Linked DNA regions of Arachis hypogaea: region 1 is linked to region 2. A link is a contact called in public Hi-C data. All regions are on one chromosome and are shown on one strand. Each heading gives the region's core, a stretch centred on a gene start, on an enhancer-like site or on the middle of the called end of the contact. The rest is flanking DNA. Distances are from core to core; before and after follow the strand shown. Region 1 holds the start of LOC112754955 (ATP-dependent DNA helicase At3g02060, chloroplastic). Region 2 holds the start of LOC140180228.

Region 1 (6,337 bases), core at 1,701-4,200, 180 kb after region 2:
GCCAAGAATTGGCAAACCTGTTCCTCATCAATCACGAGCAGGCCAAGTTTGTTATATACAACACGATCTCCAAGAAGCGAGTGAGTTCCAACAACAATGTCCAGGTCACCATTCTTAATCTTGTCCAATTGTGCTTCTTTCTCTGCTCTGGTCTGCAAGTAGTGATAAATCACATAGTCTAAAATTGATTGACATGTTCCTAATTATTCATAAATATCCACCAAGATGATAACATTTTCCCTTGATGCAGCTCATATTTCTTGAACTTAATAATTGGCTAAATATCAATTCCTACAATGTACTTATGCCATCAATTTTAAAGAAAAGCTAGATTAATATATATAAAAAATGAGGAAGCAAGACAATGCACCACTCGATTACGTATATATGTAGCAGAAGTACATCATGTATTGTCATATAATAGCCATGAAAATGGAAATGAAAGAAAATTTTAATATAATTGAACACCAAGCATAAAATAACACCCTTTATAAATGGAGATGCCAAACCAGAAGAAGGAATCGTTTCCATAAAAAAGTGAGTAGGCAATGAAATATATATCCAGCGAGCAAAATAAAGAATATATCATTTAAAGTCAGAAACTTCCAATTTGATGCACTGATAGGGTTCTTCACAAAAAAAGAGCTACTGAAAAGACATCACGTTTATCCAATAAGTGGAAACTGTTTTGTTAGTGCAGGGAAGTGTTACTTCAACCAAAAACTGACATGTATTCAGTTTAGCTCATGATTATAGTTTATGGATATTTTGACTTAGCATTAGAGAGAGTTCTTAACAAACTCAACTGGATGAAAGCATATTGTTGTTCTTATTTGACTACGAAATAAGTTAAACTATAATCCCCATACTTCATAAAATTAGATATATTTGAGTATTTAACTATAATAAAAATGGGAAAAAGAGAAAACTCGGCCATACCTGAAACCTGCTTAGTAGTCCAACTTTGAGATCAGGATATACAGAAAAGCGTTCAGATATAACATCAAAATGTTGTTTTGCTAGAACTCTAGTTGGTGCTAGAATCATTGCTTGCTTTTTCGCTGACACAACACAGTGGATAGCACGTAGTGCAACCTCAGTTTTGCCAAAACCAACATCTCCACAAATTAATCTGTCCATTGGAGTTTCTCGCTCTGTCAAATCCCTCTCAACATCAATAAAAGCCTGGACAGATAGAAAGGTACGTATTTGGAAGAGATGGAAATAACTCATAAGCATCAAATAAACATGTCATATTGAAACAAATGTGAATATGTATATGTATAAATTCTGATTTATCGTGAATGCCTTAGAACATAACATGTAATTATTTAAAAATTTTAAATTACAAATTAAAATTAGAATATACAATCATAATTAACAATTCCCCTTCCATCTAAACACATAGCATTTACTAAGATGTCACCTGTTGTTGATCAGGTGTAGGCTTATAAGGAAATTGAGCAGCAAATTCAGTCATGGCAAGACTTTTCGAGTACGGCGGTCTTCTCTGTTTGAGCCTATGTAGATAGAGCTCCATCAAGTCAACGACCATTTTCTGTATCGCAACCTTCCCCTTAATCTTTCTTTTCTCCCAACTACTAATATCATTTAACTTGCTCAATGTCCGAGGTCTTTTGTTCTCGTTTGGACTGCCAAGGCACAACCAAAATTTGACACGATCATGACCAAATCAAAACAATTCTCCAAACACAATTGACTACTAGCTAAACAAAATACTAGCTTCTCTAAAGTGCCTTAACAGGGTAAAGTGTTTGCATCAAAAGAAATTATGTCACACTTATGGTTCTTGTATCATGCAAAATTCTCAATCGCAACCATCAATTTTTTCATCGACGACCATGATTGTGCACTATCTCTCTATTGAAATGTCTAGCTAACTGACTTGTTCTATATATATGAATTACATTACAATAACAAAAAGGTAAGAGTAAGAGGGCAAGGAAAACTCACAGACTATATCTATAGAGCATTTTCGATGCCTGCTTAAGAGGAAGCTTCGCCATCCCATCAGCATACTCAATGAAAACATATTCAGTAGGTTCTGTAGAATTCTTTGGAACATCCAACCTGATCCCAACAAACCTCCCAATACCAACCTTCTTGTGAACAACATAGTCACCGGATTGAAGCGTATAAGGGTCAACCTTGTAGCTGAAGGTACCATCTTTCCCTTCCTTCCTCTCACCCTTCAGCTTCTGCAACCCCTTCTGCTGCTGCTCCTTCACCATCTGTATGTACCTATATTACACAAATACCTAACCGTATTCATATACGTATGATTTATCAAATACTGTAATCTTAAACTCCTTAAATTCATGGCTAATTCATATTGTACTCAATACTTATTTGTGAAACATAGTATGTACCTATCAGCCTCCTCTGAGTCCATAACAGTTCTTGAGACCTCCCTGCTGCCATAGTCGCGACGAATTCTCTCGTTGAGCAAGGCAATTGAGTCATTCTCAAGCTCATTCTTTTTCTCTGTTCTGTTCCCCAATTTGGAAGGGGAAGAAGAAGGGGCATAGACCCCTTGCGTATAGAATGCATTGGTGGGAAAAAGAAGTACGTTTTTCTTCTTGATGTGAAGGGCTATAGGGTATAAAGGGTGGGGGAGGATGAAGAGTTTCCAAGTTTTGGGGGAAGAAGTGAGCTTGGAGATAAGGGGTGTGGAAAAGTGTGGAGTTGGAAGGAGTGAAGCCATGGAAAGAGGAGAGTGGTGTGTGGTTTTCAGAGGGAAGAATGGAAATGGGTCATTGGAAAAGTAAAAAGTTTGAATCTTTGTGAAGAATGCGTATTTTGAGAAGATAGAATCAAATTCAGAGATGAATGTTGGAGGTTTTGGAGGGGTTTTGCGCAAACAGGGAACAAATATCTTATATCATCATAACTCAACTTCCTGTTTAATATCAAAAATATTTTGTCAAATTATTTTTTCTGGGGTTGAGATAAGACATAAGAGGCTGTGCAGGATATTTTTTTTTCTTTTCTTTTATTTATTTACTTATTTTATATATTTTAATGGGCCTGCGGTTTGGGTTCCTCTTCCAGCAAGTTGAAACAAAAAAGAAACGAATTACTAGTTTCAAGACCAAAAAATAAAAAGAAAAGGGAAATAAGAGGGATATCTTCGAATTCCAATCCTAAAAGTCAAATTCTACTTAAAAATGTTTACACAAATCAAATTTTATTGTAAATGTGGGTAGGACTCGCAATTCATATCCTACTCGCGGGTACCTAACTCGATCCAACCCGTTCGAATAGGGTAGGCTACCTGACCCGCTGCGGGTAGGGTAGGGTACGGTCTGGGTATGCTTGCGGGTAGGGTAGGGTACGGATTTAGGGTGTATCCTATCCTATCCTACCCGCACCTCATATATAACATATTTTATTAAAAAATAAGTATATAGTGAAGGAAGTGAGAGTTAAACTCACAACTTGAACAACCACTAAATTAGTTAGTTAATTTAGTAATTTAGAACATTAATTTTTTATTTTTTATGTTATTAATATGTATAAAATTTGAAATGATTGAATTTTATATTTACTTTGAAAAAATTTGATATTTTTGCGGGTAGGGTAGGGTTTAGAACTTTAGGGTGCGTGTAGGGTTAGGGTTGAGAGATTCTCAACTCGCGAGTAGGATATGGTAGAGTTTTAATAAAATTTTCAATCCACGAGTAGAGTTATGGTAAAGGTCAAACCCTACCATACCCTACCCATTGCCAGCCCTAATTGTGGGTAAAGGACCTTTCTAGCACATCCTACCCATTGCCAGCCCTAATTGTGGGTAAAGGACCTTTCTAGCACGGGAGAATCTCATTACAAAATTAAAGAAAAAATGTAAAAATTTAATTGAAAGTTTTAAAATTATAGTGACGGGTAGAAGAAGTTAACCAATCAATTTGACTCAACCGGGATATGCACTGGTGGTTCCTATTGTGTGAATAAATGACATTCCTCCTTTGTGCTCATCAACAATCGAAGCATATAACTAAGAGGAAATATGGCTGATCCTTTGGAGCGGAGGCCGGAGGAACTATCACTTTGTATCGGGCATGCAATAAATTAACATTTTTTTAGTAATAGTGCAGAGCTCTTAGGCATTTAACATGGTCTTGGATTAGCCAACCATCAATGCTTTCACAGGGCACGGGCTATCCTTGCGCACTCTCTAAATGTACCATCGCCCTTTTTTATGCTGGCTTTAGAGGAATAACTTATTTTCAGGCCGTTCTTTCGTAAAAGAGAATAACTATCAATAAGCATAAGCATGTTGGCTGAAGCCATTCAACGTAGGTTCTTTCCATCAGAACCTTCCTAGATTTGCTTGTCTGTTTTAGATATCTTTTATATTTGCTCCACTCTACTGTGTTGAGCTTTTGTTTTCAAAAAAAAAAAAACCTTCCTAACCACGATATCCACTGGTTCGTTCACAGAGCAAGACACCAAAGTAAAGCAAAACTGCCAGTCCAGTCTCAGAGCGATCTTGAGAAGAAAGCCCCTCTATGTGGTGTTGTGGAACAATTTTGCTAGATCAAAGATTGCGAGCTTCTGCGCAATAAACACCCCGAAAACCACACTCCCAAGCTAGTTGCAAACTGCAATAAATAGTCAGCAGCTCTGCATGAAGAGGCCGATGATGCAGACAAGTTCCGGAGCAGCTCTTCACCCAGCTGCCGTCTGCATTGCGAATGACGGTGCCAAAGGCAGACTGTTGAGGCTCCATGAAAACAGTTCCATCAGAGTTAACTTTCACAAACACCAAAGGAGATGGAGACCAGCGAAAAGAGATTGAGTGATGGCTCATAAGCTGGCCATGCTGCAGTAGAGCCTGGAATTCCAAGGCTGAGAAGCGATCATAATGGGGTAGAGTTAGTATTACCAGAATCTCTTTTGATCCAGGACCCTCAGCATTATCACAACCATTGGGGTAAACGCCAGAAGCACTAAGATTGTGGATTTGTGGAAGAAATGGAAGAGGGCAGTTGGAGGAAAAGTGCCCTTTGGTATGTGCTAATTGGACATAATTTAGGTGCGCAAATAACACTTTTACTAAATAAATAATCGGAAGGAAAGGAGAAAGATCATTTCTAGGTTGAGTCTTCTAATACTCACCCAAAAAAAAAAAAAAACTTCTAATACAAAATTATTGCAACTATATAATATAATTACACATTAGGAGAGCAGCATAAACCTTACAAGCGTTTTTCTCAGAGAGACCCTCCTCTGCCATACTCATTTTTCCATGAGCGAGGCAATAAAAATAACACCTATAGCCTGGAGCATAGATTCTATACAGCCAGGAAGAAGTTGTAAATCAAATTTTACCAAGAAACTAAACATAATATATCATTCCAACTTCAATGAGACTGATGTGAGGAATGTTAAGAGCCACAGCAGGACCCCTGCAATTCTTGCGTAGAAATGAGTAACCGATATCAATCACAAGCTTCTTCAAGAATGAGGATGATTTCCTAGCCTTAACATATGAGTGCCCCAATACATAAGCAACCCCAGCTTCCTTAGCTTGAATCAAATCCACAAGTTCTTCCCTAACTGCAGGATCCATACCAGGATTGTTTGGTAGCTGAAATCTTACTCGACGCCTTCTAACTTGTGGACTTTCATCATCATAAACCGATTGCAAGCTGCGCAGGGTTACAGATTTACTGCTGGGGATGGAGCTGTCCACGCCAATTTCCTCAATCTCGGAAACTATTAAGCTTGCAGTGGATTCTAAGGTTCTGGTACTTATAACAGCCATCCTCCCATCGAGCGAAGAGCTTTCAGAACTTGAGTACTGTGGTTCTTCTGCTTCCCTCTGTATAAACTCTGCTATACTCTGTATTAGATGGTTCTCGAAGTCTCCATCGTCCCTTTGAATGTCCTTGTACCCATATCTGACAATGCACCTGTACATTCGATAAGGTCTCGGACAAACTCGACCAATAAGGAATCTTTCTTCTGGGGAGACATATGGAACAGGGACTGATTTCACACAGACAAAAACTAACACCTTGTGAAAGGCAGGAAGATTTGTTACAAAATGGGAAAATATTGAAGGAATTCCAGTTGCTAGTTCTGAGTAGATGAGACCTATTCCTGGGACTCGAACAATGCCAAGGCTTGGGCCCAAACCCAGTAACCACTTCAATGAAACTTTGTTGTGCAGATCATAGCTGTACTTCCTTCGAGTACCATAATGCCATACATACATAACAACCATGAAGATGCAGGATAAGACAAGAGGAACCCATCCTCCCTGAGGCACTTTCATGAATGCTGCTGATAGATAGGTGCCCTCTATCACCCA
Region 2 (6,689 bases), core at 150-2,649:
ATGTACAAGGCGGGATTCGAATCCCTGATAATTGCTTAAGTGAACTAGTGAATTAATCATTAGATCAATCAAAGTTGGTTATTTAGAAAACTTTATATTAAATCGTATTTACTCAATTGTCATCTTTTTGTCATTGGGCGGGGGTGAGATTTGAACATGAAACTTGAGGAATGAAAAGTGTTCATACTCTGCCTCATATAATTTAGGACCATAGGCCCAATAAAGATTTGGTCCTTTTTTAGAAAGTCCAATAGGTTGTAGGATCCGCCTGCTCGACTTGCTTGGAGCACGGGTTTCATGACCCATGTTTGACCTGAATTGCGCCATAAGCATAGCTCCGTCACCCACTACCATAGATGCTATCTACAAGTCAATAACCACCTCAACGTGGAAAATTTTTTCCATTTACTAAGGAAGTAACGGAAATGGATCATCTCCATTTTTTTCAACACTTGAGAGAATAAAGTGTGATCTCTCACCTTTAATTCTATAAGTGGGACCAAAAATAAATAGAAGAGAGAGCAATGAAGGGTGAGATTAAACACTGGACACCATTCAGTTTTTTTTTTCACTGGAGAGGATCCACTCCCGGAAGTAACTACCCACTACTACAAGTGGAGAGATACAAAAGTAATAGCCAACTCATCACTTCTTACTATAAATACTCCATCAAATCAATGTATTTTTCAACTCTAATTCACTAAAACTTATCTAAAATTTTTACTAATTTAAGTATTAGATTCCCTTATAGATACTTCCCACCATCTACTTAAAAACGTCAAACAACCTCATCTTATTGGTGAACACGTCGAGACCTTCAATTCAAAGGAGTCTGGACCTCATGTCTAGGCCCATAACACTTTGGTTTCAGGTATTTTCTTAGAACATAAAGCAACTTGATAAGGAGACACGTACTCGCATAAGGAGAGAGCCGATAGAACAATAGGTTCTCTTAAATTTTGAATATTAGTCCTTGTGTCAACCTGCTTAACTAGAGATCAATCAGCATTGTCCATATTCAACACATTAAACCCTTAACACTGATTCTTTTCACTAGTATTATCTAAATGTGTCCATCTTTAGCTTCTATTATCCCCTCATCTTACAAAAGACTATTCTTGATCCTCTACCCACACCAAAACCTTTCCCAAACCCAAAACAAAAATCCATCACACCTGCAACCACATGTAGGAAAAAAAAAGTTCTTAGAAACACACTAAACTAGCACTAAGGAGTGTTAAAAAGTAAGAATGGAAAACTTTGGCATGGAACCTATTGAAGGCAAACTAATCAGCATTCAACTAAACATAAGCCAAGGTTATGATCCAGATTGCCTCAACTTGGTAGGCAAAATAATCACAGAGAAAGAAGTCAGATTAAGGTGACAAAGAACATTATCATGGGCATTTGGGGCAACCCAAAAGGAGTGACGATATCGGAGGTAGGTAGAAATAAGATACTTATAAGCTTCAAGGATGAGAAGAAAGGCAATCAAATGCTAAAAAATGGTCCTTGGAACATTAAAGGCAATTTGCTCAACCTGCAGAGGTGGTCACAAAACGCTTCATTTATGATGTTTTCCATGACTTCATGGACTTGGATACAGATACATGGGATCCCAGTAGAGTATATGAATGAGAAAACGGCTAAAACAATCGGATATATGCTGGGAATTGTTGATAAGGTTAAAGATCCGAAGCAAGACGGGGTGCTGATGAGAAACTTTCTCAGAGTCACAGTGACCATAGAAATTACAAGACTGCCGCAAACAAGTTTCTGGCTGAAAAGGGATCAAAAGGAGAACAAATGGATAAGCTTCAAGTATGAACGATTCCAAGAGAGCTATTATTTCAATTGTGAAGTCATTGGGCATGAAAAGAAGAGTTGCACACAACCTATGGCCATGGTCAGCTTGGATCCGACAAAATCAAGGTACATAGTAGAATTAGGAGTCAATAGTACTAGAAAGTTATCTATCTCAGAGGGTGGAAGAAGCAGGGGCATCCACGAACAAACAGGAGAAGAAGAAGAATAGACAAAGAGGAAGATGAAGTTCACAAGAAAATTGGGTTTAACCAATGGTCTGAAGATAGTAGGTATAACCAGTAGTCCAAAATAGTGTCAAAAGAAGATGTCACATCCTATAGAAAAATTTCACATGAATTGAAGGAGTAGGGCGGTAGTTACGCACCAATAAAAGAGACATCAAAGACACTAGCACAAGGAAGTAGAGCAGAAGAGCAAAATAGAAATCTTTTCGCTAACTTTGAAACTTTCAAAGGAGTTCAGAGAGAGAAAGACAAAGATAAAGAAAGGAAAAGAAAAAGTGGATGATGATATATATATAGAGAGCAAAGACAGTAGGGGTTTTTACTTTGAGCCAAGCATTCCACTTGAGCCTAATAAAGAAGATCAAGAGGAAAGGCACCAAATAAAGTCTCAACCGTCTAAGGCCCAACCAAACATGAAGAGTATGGAAAAAGAAGACACATCACAAGGAGAAACAAAAAGTTCAAAGCAAAAAATTTTTAGAGTCCTTCTTCTCAGAGGCTAAAAGCCCAAATCACACAATATTAGTTGAGGGACAACAAAAGAATAGAGTAGAAGAATTATGGCTAATGCAAAATAAGGAAGATAGAGAAAAACTTAGAGAGGGTTATGAAAAAGTGGAAGCGACATGGCATTGGTGCATGGGAGAACCAAAGAACGGCAAGGGGACCACCAAGAAACACGAACAAAGACAAGAGTATTCAGATGGGCTGGAGGGAAATATTATGTTGAACTACCAATGGAAGAGGAGTTAAACACTAGGGAGTCAGAAACCATACCCATACCGAATTCGGAGGAGGAATTAATTAATTGTGTTAAAGATAGTATTAGGCTGAAAAGAAAATGAGAAGGAACAAACCTAAAGCTAATTGAAGACAAGGAATAGGTAGATGAGCAAGAGCAATAAGGAGTCAAGAGAGAAAAGCGGGAGAAGACGATCAATGAACTAGCAAAAAGTGATTTCTTAGGAAAGCAAGCAAGCAAATAAAGTTGAGGAGGTGGGCCTAATCAAGCCCCCACCTCAACCATGAAATTGATAAGCTAACACTGTCGCAGAGAAGCGGCAGCCACGACAGGTTCCGAGATAAAGAAGCTGTGCAAATAGCATAAGCCATCCATGATGTTCCTCATAGAGACTAGAGCTAAGGAGGAGAAGATTAGGAGTTTAGCAAAAAAAAATGACAATTTGAAAAATATTTTTGTGTAGAACTTCGGAGGCTGTCCGGTGGTCTATGTTTAATTTGGAGGAAGTATATGGATATTTCAATTCACTCTTAGAGTCAAAATTGCATTTCATGCTATATTAATGATAACAGGGGCAATAAGTGGAGATGCAATTTTATTTATGGCAATCCAACGTTCAAAAGTAGGAGAAATCTTTGGCTGCAATTAGCAATGCAAAATAATTTGATTGATGAACTAGTTTACTATATAGGAGACTTTAATGATATACTGGATCAACAGAAAAAGGTCAGAAAGACCTCAAAACCAAAAAATCACATTGAGGTATTTAGAGAGTTTGTCAACAAGAAAGATCTTATGGACTTAGAACAAAAATGGAATAAATTTACATGGTTTAGTAACCCAAGAAACGACTTTATAACTAGGAAAAGGTTGGACAGAGTGATGGCTAACTGAAAGTGGAGAAGACTCTTCCAGCATGCAGTTCTCACATCTCCACCAACCATCAGCTTGGATCACTGCCCTCTAGTCTTGGATCTCAAACCAGAAAGGATTAATTAGAGACTTTTTAGATATGATACGTTTTGGGATGACTATGAAAGCTGTGGAGATACCATTCAAAGAGCTTGGGTGAGGGGATCAGACATACAAGGAGGGTGGAGGAGCTCTTAGAAAAACTAGATAACTGCAAGAGAGACCTTAAAAAGTGGAGCAGAGATAGATTTAAGAGAGCGGATAAAGAGGTTGTCATGTGATAGGAAAACCTGCAAGAGCTGCAGAACTCATATTTGACTGTGAAAAACAAAAGACAAATCCAAGAAGTAAAAGAGAAGATCACAGAGATTTGGAAGAGGGAAGAAAAATACTGGGGACAAAGGTCGAGGTTGAAATGGATAAAATGGAGAGATAAGAACACTGCCTTTTTTATGCCTCAACAATCCAAAGAAGATATAGAAATAGAATTGAAAAACTCAAGGATACAAATGGAAAGTGGATCCAAGGTCAAAATGTAGTGAAGCAACTCATAGAGGACCACTACAATGCCCTTTTCAAGACTAGAGGACAGGTAAACATGAAGGAATTCTTGGAAATAATCCTCACTAGAGTCACAAGCTAGACAAATGAAAGGCTTATGGAGATGGTTTCGAATGAAGAAATTAGAAAACTGGTGTTCAGTATGGACGGCTTGAGAGCCCCAGGTCCAGACGGTCTAAATGGGCAATTCTACCAAAAGCATTGGGGAACCATATGAAAATAAGTTGGGGAAGTAGTAAGGAATTTCTTTGAACAAGGAGAGCTTCCGGAATAAGTTAACCAAACTCATGTTGTGCTGGTACCGAAGGCTAAACAAGCAAATAGTCTTAACCAAGTCAGACCAATCAATTGCTTATTACATATACAAGATCATTTCAAAGGTGATGGTATCCAGGCTAAAGAATATTATGGAAGAGATTATTTCTTTGGTTCAAAGTGCTTTTGTAGGAGGAAGATTAATTTAAGACAATACTCTCATTATGCAAGAAGCATTTAACACACTTAATGAGAAGGGACGGAAAAGCTCCCAAGACTTGGTGATCATAATGGACATCAACAAGGCCTATGACAAGATGGAGTGGGATTTTTTGGAAGAAGTACAAAAGGTGCTTGGGTTGAGTCAAGGGTGGATAAAGATTATCATGAAGTGTGTAAGAGGAGCTAAATATAAATTCAAGATAAACAAAGATCTCACCAAAGAAATTGTCCCTCAAAGAGGTCTGAGACAGGGAGACCCTTTTCACCCTATCTTTTTATAATAGCTTCTGAAGTTCTAACTATTTTAATGAATAAAGCCATGAAAGGTTGATAAATGGGGTCAAATTATCCCTAACAACCCTAGCCATTACTCATATCCTCTTTGCTGTTGACTATATAATTTTTTCAGGAGCATAGGACGAAGAAGTCTATCAACTCTTACACCACGACTTCTGGACAGATGATCAATCTGGAAAAGCCAGAGATCATTTTTGGAAAAGAAGTATCTATACAGACTAGTAAGGTCAATATAGAAGACATTCTTGGAATACCTTCCTGGGACAACCCAGGCAAATATTTAAGGATATCGGCCAAGTTAGGGAGAGCTAAGAGTAAGTCGTTAGAATGGATAGAAGAGAAAGTGGCTGGGAAGATATAGGGATGGAAGGAGAGTCTGTTAAATCAAGCAGGTAAAGAGGTACTCATAAAAATAGTAATCCAAGCTATTCCCTCTTATGCAATGAGCATCTTAAAATTTTTCAAAAAATTTGGCGAAAAATATTTCTCCAAGATAGCTAAATTTGGTGGAAATCGACTGGTAAGGAGAGAGGGATAGATTGGAAGAGCTAGAAAAAGATGTGCGCAGGCAAAAAAGCTGGAGGAATAGGCTTTAAAGAATTCTATCACCAAAACATGACCCATCTAGCGAAATAAGCATGGAGACTAACGAATAACCCAGAAGCTTTATGGCTAATATTCTCAAGGCCATATACCATCCAGAGGAGGAATTCTGGGAGGCAAGGAAAAAGAGAAAAGCTACTTGGACTTGGAACAGTCTCATGCAAGAAAGGAACTTTCTGAGGAGAAAAGGGAAATGGAGTGTAGGAGAGGACAGTAAGAGCAATATATGGGAAGATAACTGGATTATTGGGCAAATTCCCCACCAATCCTCCCCAGCTATCTTCCCAAGATATTTGTTGGTTCAGAGACTGGTACTAAAATTTCTGTCTCTATCTCCAAAATTTCAGTATTTCAGTACCTCCAAAAAGTGGGGACACAGGGGACTAAAATTTTTAGAGATGGAAACTAAAACTTTAATAACATTTTATATCTAAAATATATTTATTTTAATTAATTAATTCCAATTTTACCCTTTGTACAAATTAAATTAGAATTTCATTCTTATTTCAATTTCTGTCTCCCACTTTGCACCAAACAAAATACTGAGATTTATTTCAATCTCTGTCTCTTAGTTTTTGTCTCTCAGTCTCAGTCTTTCTGTCTCTATCTCTCCACCAAATGCTACCTTAGAGATATCACAGCCAAGGGCATGAATTTCGGCTTCACTTGGACCTTAAGGGATGCAAATATCTTGACCCATTCTGTTGCAAAACTCAAAGCAGAAGACAACCTCCCATCCAACTGAAGCACAAGATCAAATGGGTTTTTGGCAGTTATAATCAACTCGGAGAGAAACCATACGGTTATAATAGATTGTTAATCCTTCCCTTGGTTATCTCTGACCGTGCTTCAAACTCCCCCACCTCCAACAACCATTGCAAAAATAGAAAAGCTCAACACAGCGAGCTCTGGTCCCCCTGATGAGTAGCAGCCAAAAGTGACATAGGGAGAGAGGTGCCCAAGCTATGGCTAAGGAGCACCAACATCCATTGCACCAGAGGAGTTGACACGGGTCCCAGAGCCGTGGAGAGCACCAAGCCAAGTCA

What was found. Hi-C and Micro-C count contacts between places; a contact is called where the count stands out from the background.
Region 1: a contact with region 2 is called in a Hi-C map of leaf, with 3 times the contacts expected there. The contact joins the promoter of LOC112754955 here to the promoter of LOC140180228 in region 2. A contact is called at or near these places in 2 of 8 Hi-C or Micro-C datasets (leaf and an unstated tissue).

The regions. Positions count from the first base shown.
Region 1 is chr16:128,495,268-128,501,604 of arahy.Tifrunner.gnm2.J5K5, forward strand. LOC112754955 (ATP-dependent DNA helicase At3g02060, chloroplastic) reads right to left here and starts at 2,951. Exons shown (of 14, transcript XM_025802793.3): 1 at 2,391-2,951; 2 at 1,975-2,262; 3 at 1,427-1,652; 4 at 940-1,185; 5 at 18-152. The coding sequence starts at 2,725. LOC112754956 (potassium transporter 4) reads right to left here. Exons shown (of 8, transcript XM_025802795.3): 8 at 5,052-6,337. The coding sequence ends at 5,360.
Region 2 is chr16:128,321,054-128,327,742 of arahy.Tifrunner.gnm2.J5K5, forward strand. It overlaps LOC140180228, which reads left to right and starts at 1,400. Exons shown (of 1, transcript XM_072220675.1): 1 at 1,400-2,035. The coding sequence starts at 1,400. The coding sequence ends at 2,035. The region is part of intron 1 of LOC112754951 (UDP-glucose flavonoid 3-O-glucosyltransferase 7); the gene reads right to left.